2 separate regions of the Triticum aestivum genome follow, and region 1 is linked to region 2. Evidence: chromatin contacts called from public Hi-C data. All regions are on one chromosome and are shown on one strand. Each heading gives the region's core, a stretch centred on a gene start, on an enhancer-like site or on the middle of the called end of the contact. The rest is flanking DNA. Distances are from core to core; before and after follow the strand shown. Region 1 holds the start of LOC123071299 (jasmonate-induced oxygenase 2). Region 2 holds the start of LOC123071298 (calcium-dependent protein kinase 3).

Region 1 (6,571 bases), core at 2,711-5,210, 230 kb after region 2:
AGGAGGAGCCCGATGGGACAAGGGTGGTCCAAGAACCACGTTGGTGGAAATGCTTTTTTTTTTTTGAATTTTCACCGAGGGGAGATTTCCCCACCTGAATTGTATTCATATTGCCTACAAGGCTTTGCAGCCTATTGCAAGATAGGTTCAAGTGAACCGGAAATACAGGGGGCACAAGAGGAGAAGAGATAAAGAAAAAAGACACACACATACAACACACAAAACGGGGGAGAAACAAAGAGGAAAAGAACAGACAACACAACAAGAGCACCGCCAAAGTAGTCGAACGCCATTGGACAGCCGAGACTAAGCCAGGGCACTGTACCATCGATGCAATCAAAAGGCGCCGCGCATCCGAGAGTACACAACGCCGCGACACCACCTGTGCCGTGGGATGCAATCGAAAGGACACACGAGCCGAGACGACACCACGACACCTGTGTGCCACCGACAAGGCCGAAGGGCATCACCTAGTAGACCAAACCAAGACACTGCATCGTCGACGTAATCGAAAAACGCCGCGCAACCGAGACTGCCCAACGCCGCGACACCACCTGTGTCGTGGGGCGCAATCGAAAGGTTACGTGAGCCGAGACGACGCCACAACACCTGTGTGCCACCCGTGTAGTCACATAGGCATCGCCACAGCAGAGACACATGAAGGGGGCACCTGAGCACGAACAATAAGAACACTGAAGAAGTGACGAAGACAAGGGAAGACGGCCAACCCCCAAGCCACGGCCCTCCCGGGTGAGAGGAACCGCATCCATGGCCGCCACAGCAAAGCCATGGAGCTCGCCAACTCGACGAACAGCACCCATCAACGCTGACAGCGGGACAAGGGGGCCCTTCCAACCCGCCCACGGCTGCCCCCCGCGTGGAGAGCAAGCCGCATCCATGGCTGCCATCTGCAGGCCAAGGATTTTGCCGACCTGTGCAACCGCAATAGGACGATAGGCGGAGGAAGGGGCAGCCAACGGTGGAGCACGGAACAACGCCGGCCAGCACCACACCGGGGAGCTCCAGGCATAACCAGGCGCAATACAGAGCACCACCACGCCGAGAGAACGCGAACGCCAAGTTAGAGAAAATCCGATCTGCCGTCGAGGGAGCAGGAAAACTAGCGCCACCCAACAGATCCGGGCAGGGGCCTGCCGGATCCGGCCCCGCACGCCGCGGCCTCGCCAAGACGACGGCACACACCGGGACGAGCCCGGGGAGCGCAACCGCCCAGATCCACCACCCGCGCCGCGCAGGGGCGCCCGACGCCGGCCCACCCAGCAACCAGGGGGGCACAGGGCCACGTGACGACCAACCGCCGAGCACCGGACGACCAAGAGGCCGCTGCACAAGCCGGAGCGCCGCCGGAGCACGGCGCCGCGCGCGACGCCGCTGCGCACGCACCACCGAGGTCACGCACAAGACCAACCGCCGCGTGCAGGAGCGAGGGCCCGCCGCCGCCAGCCACCACCGGGGCTTTGCCCGGCGACGCGTGCCGGCGGCGGCGGAGGAGGGGAGGAGGGGAGGGGGCGGCGGAAGTCGCGGCTTGGTCTCCGCCCGAGCCGCCCCTGCGGAGCGACGCGGGGGACTTTTTCGTCATGTGATCCTTTCAATATCCGTGGAAATGCTTTTCAGGTGACTTGTTTGTTTGGCTACCAACCTTCAAACACAATGTTGCGAACATAGTTGATAAACACTGCTTTGCCAACACTCACGAGGAGCCCTTTTTTTTAATGGGAAATTGCTGCTTTGTTCAACTAGTTTTCGGCATAATCCAAGATTAACACGTCCAAGATACAATCCGACGCAATATGCAACCAAGTCTCTTTTTTTCGGGAAAGTCTTAAGGCATCTGCAACGCTGGCCCTCAAACACGACACATTATTCATCTGCTGACTGGTAGGGACACTGAAACAGGAACCGGCCGTCCAAAGCTTCCCGCATACATTTTCAAATCAAAGTTGAATAATCCAGCCCCTGCTTGTCGCTAAGTGCGGCGGGGACTGCATCTCCTGCTTCACTGCACGCGACAGGGAGGCGAGGTCGACTCCTGCTTCACGCGGCGGAAGGGTGACACACGCTCTGCTTGACGCGGAAGCGCGACGGAAAGGGCAGCACCAGACCTCACTCTCGGAGTGACCGCGCCATCAATAGCTCTATCTGACGGATGAACTCCTCGTCTGTCACCACGACCTCCAAGAGGGGGCACGACTGTTGAGGATCGGTTGACGCTATTGCGGTGGCGCCTTGTCCTCCTCGTTGCCGAAAAGACTACGACTTGAAGACCAAACAATTGAATTGAGGGGAGTCACTCTACCGAAAAGGATCTCATTGCACCTAAAGCCATGAAGAAGACGTAGAAAGCCGCCGCCAACTCTCACAAGGACCATGTCTTCACATCCAGGTTTGAATAGCTTGATCAAATTAATGTCAGGCGGGAGAAAGGCATTGGACGCGACCATCCAAACATGCAAACACCCGAGGATACAAGTTGCCCCCCCCCCCTCCCCCCCAATGAAGCATTTCAAAGACGCTAGCTATAGAATGGGAGCGTCTCAAGAAGACATAACAAGGAATTGAGCAACGAAGCCACCAGGAGGAGCTAGAACTCGCCAATACCACCATTTCACAACTATTGTCGTGTCCTCGTCTTCGTAGAGGGGACCCCTATCCCCTCTAGGCTTGTGGGCGTAGATTCGCCAGACAGACATGTCCACACGGAGGATAACAGCGACTAGAGGAAGGAACCGGTCATCCACGACAAAGTGTCACCACTGAAAGAAGAAATCACCGCCACCATGAGCACCCCAAGCACGCAAGCAATCTACACGCCTCCCAACAGACCCAAAATGGTGCCTTCAAGAAAGGTAATGGTGTCGCCATTGGCCAAATCGAAGTTGTGGGTTTTCACCCGGGTGCAGGGGAAGGAGGGAGGGATAGACCTCAGTGTCCCCTTCAAGAAGGTGAACAACGCCCGGAGCGCTGCCAATGTAGAGGTTGTCGCCGCCGTCCAAGGGGTTACCCCGATCTAGAACTCCCCACCCCACAACCGCGCAGCCAATTGTCGGATCCGGTCGGACATGATGTGGAGGAGGCGGCTGCATGCGACAGGGGCGCCGTTTCAAATCTGGCACAAGAAGGTCACAGGACGCGAGGGGGAGGGGGGGGGCATGACGCCTAAATCAAGCCCCGCCTCACCATACACGCAACCGAGGTGAAGCGGCCAACAAGTATAGGGAACGGCGCCCACCATCGGGACAACACCGTCCACTCCACGTGAGGCCCCCGACTGGAACCCTAGGTTCGTAACCAAGTAACAACCACCTGACATTTTAGGCAGGGGCAAACTCACCAAGATGGGACCAAAATATAAATTACTGAGTTTGGAATAAATTTGCTGGTACTGTTTTGATTTGTCGACCCATCTGAATAAATTCAACGAATAGAGTACGTACTACTAGTTCTAATCGGTAGTAATAACAGTACTAGTATTTGACTTTGTCTTGTCAAACCTGAAAACGTGGCGGCACAAATTGTTTGGCTCGTTCGTACCACTGCTGCCGTGAGTTGAACAACATTTAATCAAGTTTGATCCGATCGAGCGGGAGCTAGCTTGCAGCGCGGTATCGCCAGCTGCGTTGTTCTTCTCCCGGCAGGCCGGTCGCCATCAAGCTAGGCGGCCCCCATCTCGCTCGACCGCGACGAATCCCAATTCCCACACAAAAACCACGTTTCTCCCTCCGGCCGCTCCGGTCTGGGTCTGGGCCCCTGCCTTGCCCGTGCTGTGACCCAGCTGTGCGCGCTGCGGCCGGCCGGCCACCCAGATCAGATTGGCTCAGCCGTTCCTCCATGGAAAAGACAAATTAAACAAACCGCAAGAGTTTGCGGCTGATCCGGGCTTTAATCTCTCTCTCTCTCTCTCCCTCTCCCGTCCTATATATACCCCTGTCGTGCGCCGGGTAAGCGAAGAGTTAAGCAGCCGAGGCGCACGTTCCACAGCTCCAGTTCGTCCAAGCTCGAGCACAACACTCGATCGCGGCTTAACTGTCTCCGGTCCTGCACGCCGATCGTACGTGCCTTTCCTAGCTTCTCGATCCCTTGTGCTGTAGCTCGTATCCTCGTGCTAGTCACCGTGTTTAATGGCTATAGCGCCATGAACCATCAAGCTTTCGCTAGCTAGTGGCTGCCCATACCTTCCTCTCGCCATCGGTGCCATGCACGATCGAGATCGACCGTCCACGAGACGTCATCGCTCATCCGTAGCATTCCCATGAGCAGTGCTCGTGCTTTGTCCCCGGCCGTTTAATTCTTCCATCCGTCTCCTCTCCTCTCCTCGTGGTTCATCACTCGTTTAATTGGCTAGCTAGCTATGTTCCCATCGTGTTCGTCTGCTTTGCGTGCATGTGCCGAGACGCGGCTCAGGCCGGCAGCCGGTGTGCGTGTGCATAGTCGTCGGGTTGCCTTTTTCTGTGCCCACTTTTACTCACTCTTTCACTGTTCCATAGGCAGGTGGCAGCGCAATGGCGGACTGCATGCAGGAGTGGCCGGAGCCCATCGTGCGCGTGCAGGCGGTCGCGGAGAGCGGCCTGGCCGCAATCCCGGGCTGCTACGTCAAGCCGCAGCGCGACCGCCCGGCGCAGCAGCACCTGGCCGCCGCCGGCAACGTCCTCCACGAGCCCTCCGACGACAGCATTCCGGTCATCGACCTCAGCGAGCTCCTCGCGGCCGACGACGGCCGCATCGACGGCCTGATCACCGAGGCCGTCGCGGCGGCGTGCCGGGACTGGGGGTTCTTCCAGGTGGTGAACCACGGGGTGGCGCCGGAGCTGATGCGCGCGGTGCGGGAGGCCTGGCGCGGCTTCTTCCGGCTGCCCATCTCGGCGAAGCAGCAGTACGCCAACCAGCCGCGGACGTACGAGGGGTACGGCAGCCGGGTGGGCGTCCAGAAGGGCGGGCCCCTCGACTGGGGGGACTACTACTTCCTCCACCTCGCGCCGGAGGCCGCCAAGAGCCCGGATAAGTACTGGCCGACCAACCCCGGCATCTGCAAGTATGTTCCCGCTGATCCCCGCCTTTTGATTTTTCACAAGATTCTTGCTGGCTACTAGTACTTGCACATGTGCTGATTCGTCTGCATGCATGGTGCCCTCGCTCGGCGGCTGAGAAGTAATTACACGACGACGATTGATCCCACTAGAAATTTGACAAACACCATTGTACTCATTGCAGCTCCTATGAACTTGACTAATTCAAAATTTAAGAACTTTGACTTTCAGTATCTTGTACTCTCTCCGTCCGGGAATACTTTTCATTGAAATGGATGTATCTAGATGTATTTTAGTTTTAGATACATCCATTTTCATCCATTTTGATGACAAGTAATTTCGGACGGAGGGAGTACTTAATATGCATAGACTGGACTTAAAATTACTACACTTTCGTGAAACATAGTTTAGTTGGATTTTAATAATTATTATAGTTGAACACAAAATAGTGGCCAGAGTTGTGTTTTCAAGTTCAAAGTGGTAAATCTCATAGGGACAAGAATTTAACTTTTTTGTAGTGATTTAAACTCCCTTGAAATTAGTTACAAGCCAGCCATGACGGGATCGATTCTCATCGGGGGATTTAATTAAGTCAAAAGTCTACGATATACTAGAATTTCCCTTAGTAAAAAAGATATACTCCCTTCGATCCATAATAATTGTCGATGGTTTAGTACAACTTTAAGATTACCAGAATCTGTTCCTGGTGAAAATTGAACGACGGTCAACATGAACATACCACAACTCCCCTACCACTGGGCTAGGGAGAACAATATATAATCAACAAATAGAATATGTATATGAGGTGGAGTGACATACCACCCACCATGTCCAAATATTACTAACTCAATCTCCACAAAACTTATGATCAGCGTTTGGCCAGGTTAAATATGAGAACAGTACATTGATATACGTAAATATGTACTGATTGCAGTCCATGTAGACGTGAAAAAGAAAGTATTGATTGCGGTACATGTAGACAGTAGACGTAATAGCCATTGTTACTTAAAAAATAGGGTGTCCACAAAAGGAGATTCATTTCGTGCACCTTTGTCAACATATATGAAATCCAACACGTGCATGGGACGGAAAGTAGGCGAAAGGTTCTTTCATGCAAAAGCGTCAGGGCCGGCCGGCAAGAGTGTGCCGACTACTATTCCAAGCCTGCCAGCTAAGCATAGCAACAGACGGATGTACCCGGTTGACCTAAAAACAACAGTTCTACACGTGCAGAATCACTGTTTTGGTTGTACTTCATTTTCGTCGTCTAGCTTGAAAAAATACACGTACACGTACACGTACTCTCACTGACATGATATGTATGCATGTGTGTGTTTGCAGGGAGGTGTCGGAGGAGTACGGGCGGGAGGTGACGAGGCTGTGCGAGGTGCTGATGACGGTGCTGTCGGCGAGCCTGGGGCTGGAGGAGGCGCGGTTCCAGGAGGAGTTCGGCGGGGCCGAGTGCGGCGCGTGCCTGCGCGCCAACTACTACCCGCGGTGCCCGCAGCCGGACCTCACGCTCGGCC
Region 2 (6,106 bases), core at 183-2,682:
ACGATGCTTCTTCTTCGACATTGTATTCTGAGCTTCAACCCCCCTTGAGTTCGTCCATTTGGACGTAGTCGATGGAGTTGCCGTCTCCTTGGGGCGGTAAGGTAAGAGTTTCTCGTCCTGTGGCGAGATTTGGTGTCAGATGTTTTAGATTTATGCAAGGGTTCGGCGGCAACTACTGCGACTCCAGGACGCTAGTCCTTAGGGGCACATGCACGAAGAATCCCCGGCTGTCATCGACAAGGTCAAGTCGCCTCCGCTAAAGGAGCAGCGACAACGACACATCAACGGCTCGTTCTGACGGCTGTAGTGGTCCTTCAATGGTCTCGAGATCTCCATGTATTTTTTATTACGTTTGAGGTACTTTGTACTTTGAGTGCACTTTATAACAAATTTGATTTTTTTTCACAAAGAAAATGATAGAGGAGAGGAAACGTTACCTTCAAATCACATGTACCTAGCTTAGTTATTTTTTTTTGCGAGGAAAAAAAGAGTCTATTCCATATTAACACAGCTACAATCCTGAGGCGAGAGATCCTCAATACATGGTGGTCCTCGATGCAGCCACACAGTCGTGGTACACTCATAGCCTAGCCTAACTTAATGATAAGCTGTTTTTCTTTTCTTTTTGCGGGAAAATGATAAGCTGATTTTGATGTCAAAAAAATAATGATAAGCTGATTTCACGAATCAATAGCATAGCCAATGCTTAATGACACGATGATTCCCCGAATTAATATCTAGATTACATTTTTTTTCCGTGCACTGGTCTTCATCCTCCATAAAATCCCACACGCAGTCGCTTTCTCACGTCCCGTTCAATCCAACAATCTCCCGAAAAGCCCACTGCACTGTACCTTAGCTTTCTTGTTTCAGTTCCTGCCATATATGCTTGGAAAGCCATGGCCCTACTGCCCAACTTTGAAACCTTTACACACGCAAATTTGTAGTTCCAATTACAGGTAAGATTCCAAAGCTGCAGACAAATTCGCAGTACATAATACTCCGCTATTTAGTACTTCCTATGTAAAGAAATATAAGAGCGTTTAGAACACTAAACGCTCTTATATTTCTTTACGGAGGGAGTATATTTTGTCTGTGCTAAAACACATATTTTGTGCCACTCCATTACGTGTGTGCAACGGCAAATCTTCAAGGGAAGAAAAGAGAAAATGAGTGACGCCACGGCATCCCCCTATTTTCTCTCGCCGCGGGCGCAGTCAAACCCCCCGCCGCTGAACCGCAAGCCGCACCCGGAAACGGACCCAGAAGCGCCAACGCCCCACCGGTCATGCACACGCGCGTCCAAACGGCTCCCGCCGCTTCGTACGCGCGAAGGCCCCCATCCATCGCTACGCGTCCCCCGCCATACCGTTGCTTGCGTTACCCGGCGACACACGCACACCCAGTTACTGCTCCTCTACTCCCTCCCTGTCCGCCTGCCCCTGCCTCCCTCCCTCCGCGTGTAGGCTCTCTCCGCTGGCAGAGTAGACGGTAGAGTAGAGCGAGCGCCCTTCAATTCTCCCCTTCTCCCCAACCCAGCGCCCCAGCCGGGCAATGCCGTACAAACCCTAGCCCCCCGCCCCGCTGATCCCCGCGCGCGGCCATGGGAAACTGCTGCCGCTCGCCGGCCGCCGCCGCGCGGGAGGACGTCAAGTCCTCGCACTTCCCCGCCTCCGCCGCCGCCGCCGCCAAGAAGAATAAGCCGCACCAGCCCCGGAGCGGCGCCGCGGGGACTGGCGGGCAGAAGCGGCTGGCCGTGCTGGGCGAGGAGGGTTGCGACTTCATCGGCGGGATCGACGACAAGTACCTGCTGGACAGGGAGCTGGGGCGCGGCGAGTTCGGGGTCACGTACCTCTGCGTCGACCGGGACACCAAGGAGCAGCTCGCCTGCAAGTCCATCTCCAAGCGCAAGCTGCGCACCCCCGTCGACGTGGAGGACGTGCGCCGGGAGGTGGCCATCATGCGCCACCTGCCGCGGAGCCACAGCATCGTGGCGCTGCGGGAGGCGTGCGAGGACGAGGGCGCCGTGCACCTCGTCATGGAGCTCTGCGAGGGCGGCGAGCTCTTCGACCGCATCGTCGCCAGGGGACACTACACGGAGCGCGCCGCCGCCAACGTCACCCGCACCATCGTCGAGGTCGTGCAACTCTGCCACCGCCACGGCGTCATCCACCGGGACCTCAAGCCCGAGAACTTCCTCTTCGCAAACAAGAAGGAGAACTCGCCGCTCAAGGCCATCGATTTCGGCCTCTCCATTTTCTTCAAGCCCGGTAAGCCAAGCCCCCCTGGACTGGAATCTTAGATCCGTTTCCCAATTTGGGAGAATCTGCATTTCTGGATGAATAAAAAAACAAAACATGGCGGGATTTATGGGTTTAATGGACTCTCTTAGTCTTAGGTGGAGTGCTGGCAATGGACATCCCAGTAGATGAATGCCGTTGCTTGGTTGGTGTCTCTTTCATTCAGAACTTAGGATTATCGGAAGGAATTTGGGTAGGCCAGCGAATGCGACTGTAGCTAGTATTTTGAAGGCAAGATTCTGGAGTATCCAACCAAGTGGATAATGTATATGCATCACCTTTACTCCGCTATTTGGATTGATATGGCATTAGTTCAATGTCAACCCTCTATGCTGTTGATTTAGCCTCGATTATTTGGTTTGCTGAACATCGTGTTGTGGGATCTGTGTTTGGTGCTTTAGGTCCAAGATCTAGGACGTCTCTAGTGTCAGCCTACTACTTCTAGGAATCGGAAGAAGCAAGTGGTGGAACGTCAGTTGTTGCTAAATTTAGTCATTTTGCACCGAATACATTCAGTTCTTCAGTGTGAGATGAGTACTTTAGGATAAATTATATAACACTGAAATTATTACGATTTAGGAGGGGATGCTGGATGTATCTACCATACTGACAGGGTCTGGGTCTTAGAGCATGGCTTAATGGACGAGAGGGGATTTAGGACAAGGGGATGGATCGTGTGTCTTCCATTTTACTTAATTTTGGAGTTACAGTTCCGTCCTTTATGTAGAGAATGCGTGGCAACCAAATCCTATGAGATAATGCAAGGAACCAACTCATACCAAATCTTATAAATAAGAAAAGTAATCATAGTCTAGGAAGTACTATTCACGTGAGCAGTTCGTCCTGACAGTGACAATTAAAAACCAGTAGTGATCATAGCTTATCAAGTATGCTTACTGGTTGGGACTTGGGGTGTAGATAAGTAAGATAAAACCATAAAATAAAGTGCGAACAATAGGAAAATGGTCTCCGGCCCGATGCGCTCCCACACCGTCTCATCATACGTCGTGCTGCCATGTGCTACGGGCGTTGATGTGCTTTGCTGACGTCGAATGGACCACTGGGTGGTTTGCGCGCTCTGTTCGTCGTGCCATAGTCTGCTCCTAAAATGCAACCTTGTAGCGTTGCTAGCAATGTTGTTGATTTACAGCGATTGCACACTGCCTTTTTGTACAGAAAGTGATCTATTTTCATCTGAATCTTTCGTTATGTGTTACTTTTTGCAGGTGAAAAGTTTTCAGAAATTGTTGGAAGCCCTTATTACATGGCTCCCGAAGTATTGAAGAGAAACTATGGACCGGAAATAGACATATGGAGTGCCGGGGTTATCTTATATATTTTACTATGTGGAGTTCCTCCGTTTTGGGCCGGTACTACCTTAACTCAAACCTTCTCCGTCATTGGCTTTATGCCTTTATGTTTACTCTTCATGAAAGCTTACATGAAAATATTGCAGAGACCGAACAAGGGGTAGCACAAGCTATTCTTCGTGGAAATATCGATTTTAAGCGGGAACCCTGGCCTAATGTATCGGAAAATGCTAAAGATTTAGTTCGACGTATGTTGGAACCAGATCCAAAGCTCAGGTTAACTGCAAAGCAGGTTCTTGGTATGTACATGGCACACTGTTATGCTTCTTGCCTACTTCCCTCCAGACACTATTCAGTTCAGTGGTCAGTAATTGCCACTGTAAAACTCCACATTTTTCATTTCTGTTCCTTTCAGAAATATAGCATCATGTCAGAATCTACCCATAGAAATTTATGTCAGTGCCACTAGTCTCGTCTGGAATTATGGCCATGCAGTTACTTTCTGTTTAATTAGGAAAATATCACAGTTCTGTTTGTTCCTTTTATGGTTTTGCCACTGCTGTTGCATTTTAGCATTTACCGTCCGTTTTAGCCGTTAATGCAATGTGGAATGACCGAAATAGCACAGCCCATGTGCATTAATTAGCTTCCCGATTTGATGATCATGGTGGCTCTGAAGTAACTGTGAAGTTTCAAGTTTTTTCATGTACTTCATCTATAACTCTGGACTAATTGAATTTCAAGTTGTCATGTACTACATGTGTAAATCTGATGTGAAGTACTTGAATTTCGAGTTACTTCATAAATACGGGCTTGTTTGCCATACAGACTTGGTAAACAACCCTGAAGTCTGTGTGTTAATTTTATCTGTCCATCTGAAGCACACATTTGTGCCTATGTCTTCTAGGCATAGCCGGTCCCAAGCCCGGGTAAAGGAGGAGGGTTGTGATAGGCTTGGCGAGCCAACGTAGAAACTAGCCAGTCCCATGGGTATGAAACCCATTTGAGCGAGAGTAGTACTAGGATGGGTGACCTCCTGGGAAGTCCTCGTGAAAGGGTTTCATATCTAAGGGTTGTGATAGGCTTGGCGAGCCAACGTAAAAACTAGCCAGTTCTTTGGGTATGAAACCTATTTGGGCGAGAGTAGTACTAGGATGGATGACCTCCTGGGAAGTCCTCGTGAAAGGGTTTCATATCTAGCCTACCCCAACTTGTGTGGGACAAAAGGCTTAGTAAGTAAGTAAGTAAGTATCTGAAGCACACATTACAATATTTTTTTGTATCAGATAGTTTTCTCCGTCGCAGAATCTATAAGCATAAACTTGAACCGAAGGGTACCTTAAATTCTCCATCTGACAAACTTGTGCTTAATCAGCTCTGTTGTTTCAGAATTCAGAGTTTTGAGATCAGACACTTTACCACCTAAGCGTACATGTTAAACAAAACATAAACCAATTTCAGTCATCCGGATGCGCATTATTACAGCTTGGGCAAGTTCATATTCTTTTCGAGTGTGGAAAGGCTTCTTAAGCATCTTGTCTTTTTTGCAAATATTTCTGAATTCTTATTCATCTGTTTTCCCCTGGTTTGTTATATGTCTGTGTAAGTAATTTCGTGACATCAACTTTTATTTCACAGAGCACCATTGGCTTCAAAATGCTAAGAAAGCTCCAAATGTTCCTCTTGGAGATATTGTCAAGTCAAGGCTTAAGCAATTTTCGAGAATGAATAGATTCAAAAGAAGAGCTCTAAGAGTATGCACCTAGCTCATTTAACCTTTCCATCCTGGTCTGCTTCAACTATTTTGCAAGTCGTTGCCATGGTAATTTACTTGTCGTGTGACATATATGGTGTATAATTTTTTACCAGGTCATCGCTGATCATTTGTCTGCTGAGGAAGTCGAGGACATAAAGGAGATGTTCAAGGCAATGGATACTGATAATGATGGCATTGTCTCTTGTGAAGAATTGAAGAGTGGGATAGCAAAATTTGGCTCTCACCTTGCGGAATCAGAAGTGCAGATGCTTATTGAAGCTGTAAGTATTGCAAAGAGTTTAACCTTTATTCTCTGTTCTTTATTTAAAACATGAGGCAAGACATGTATCTATTTTTCGAGAACATCAATTGGTGGCTAACAAACCACATATTTGATGGAGCCCAAACTATCAGCACGGCAAAACTACGCTTTTATGGAGTTCTCTTGAGATATAGGTGTCGCCGGGTTTTCGCCCCATAGCAGGTGTCTCGTAGGCGAGTTCCTGTGGTGGGTTTCCCGGTGATGCGTTGAACTCGCTTTCCCCTTTCCCGCTTCCTTCTAGTTTCTGCTCTGGGACTATGTATTTCCGTTATTCAGTTAATGGAAAGGGGTTATGCCCAGTTCAAAAAACAAAAATGATAGGTATGCCAAAAAATGCGGTCACCTGGCCCACTGGACATTCAATTCTGTGCCAAAATTCATCTCAAATATGGTGAACGGTTCATCTGCAACGAAATGT

Evidence for each region. A called contact is a pair of places that touch in the nucleus more often than the background predicts.
Region 1: a contact with region 2 is called in a Hi-C map of leaf, with 5 times the contacts expected there. The contact joins the promoter of LOC123071299 here to the promoter of LOC123071298 in region 2. A contact is called at or near these places in 4 of 5 Hi-C or Micro-C datasets (leaf, root and an unstated tissue) and 1 of 1 datasets of contacts at active chromatin or transcription factors (leaf).

Annotation. Positions count from the first base shown.
Region 1 is chr3B:618,831,398-618,837,968 of IWGSC CS RefSeq v2.1, forward strand. LOC123071299 (jasmonate-induced oxygenase 2) reads left to right here and starts at 3,961. Exons shown (of 4, transcript XM_044494828.1): 1 at 3,961-4,069; 2 at 4,506-5,050; 3 at 6,387-6,571. The coding sequence starts at 4,521.
Region 2 is chr3B:618,607,940-618,614,045 of IWGSC CS RefSeq v2.1, forward strand. It overlaps LOC123071298 (calcium-dependent protein kinase 3), which reads left to right and starts at 1,433. Exons shown (of 7, transcript XM_044494826.1): 1 at 1,433-2,270; 2 at 3,527-3,670; 3 at 3,757-3,909; 4 at 5,249-5,364; 5 at 5,480-5,647. The coding sequence starts at 1,604.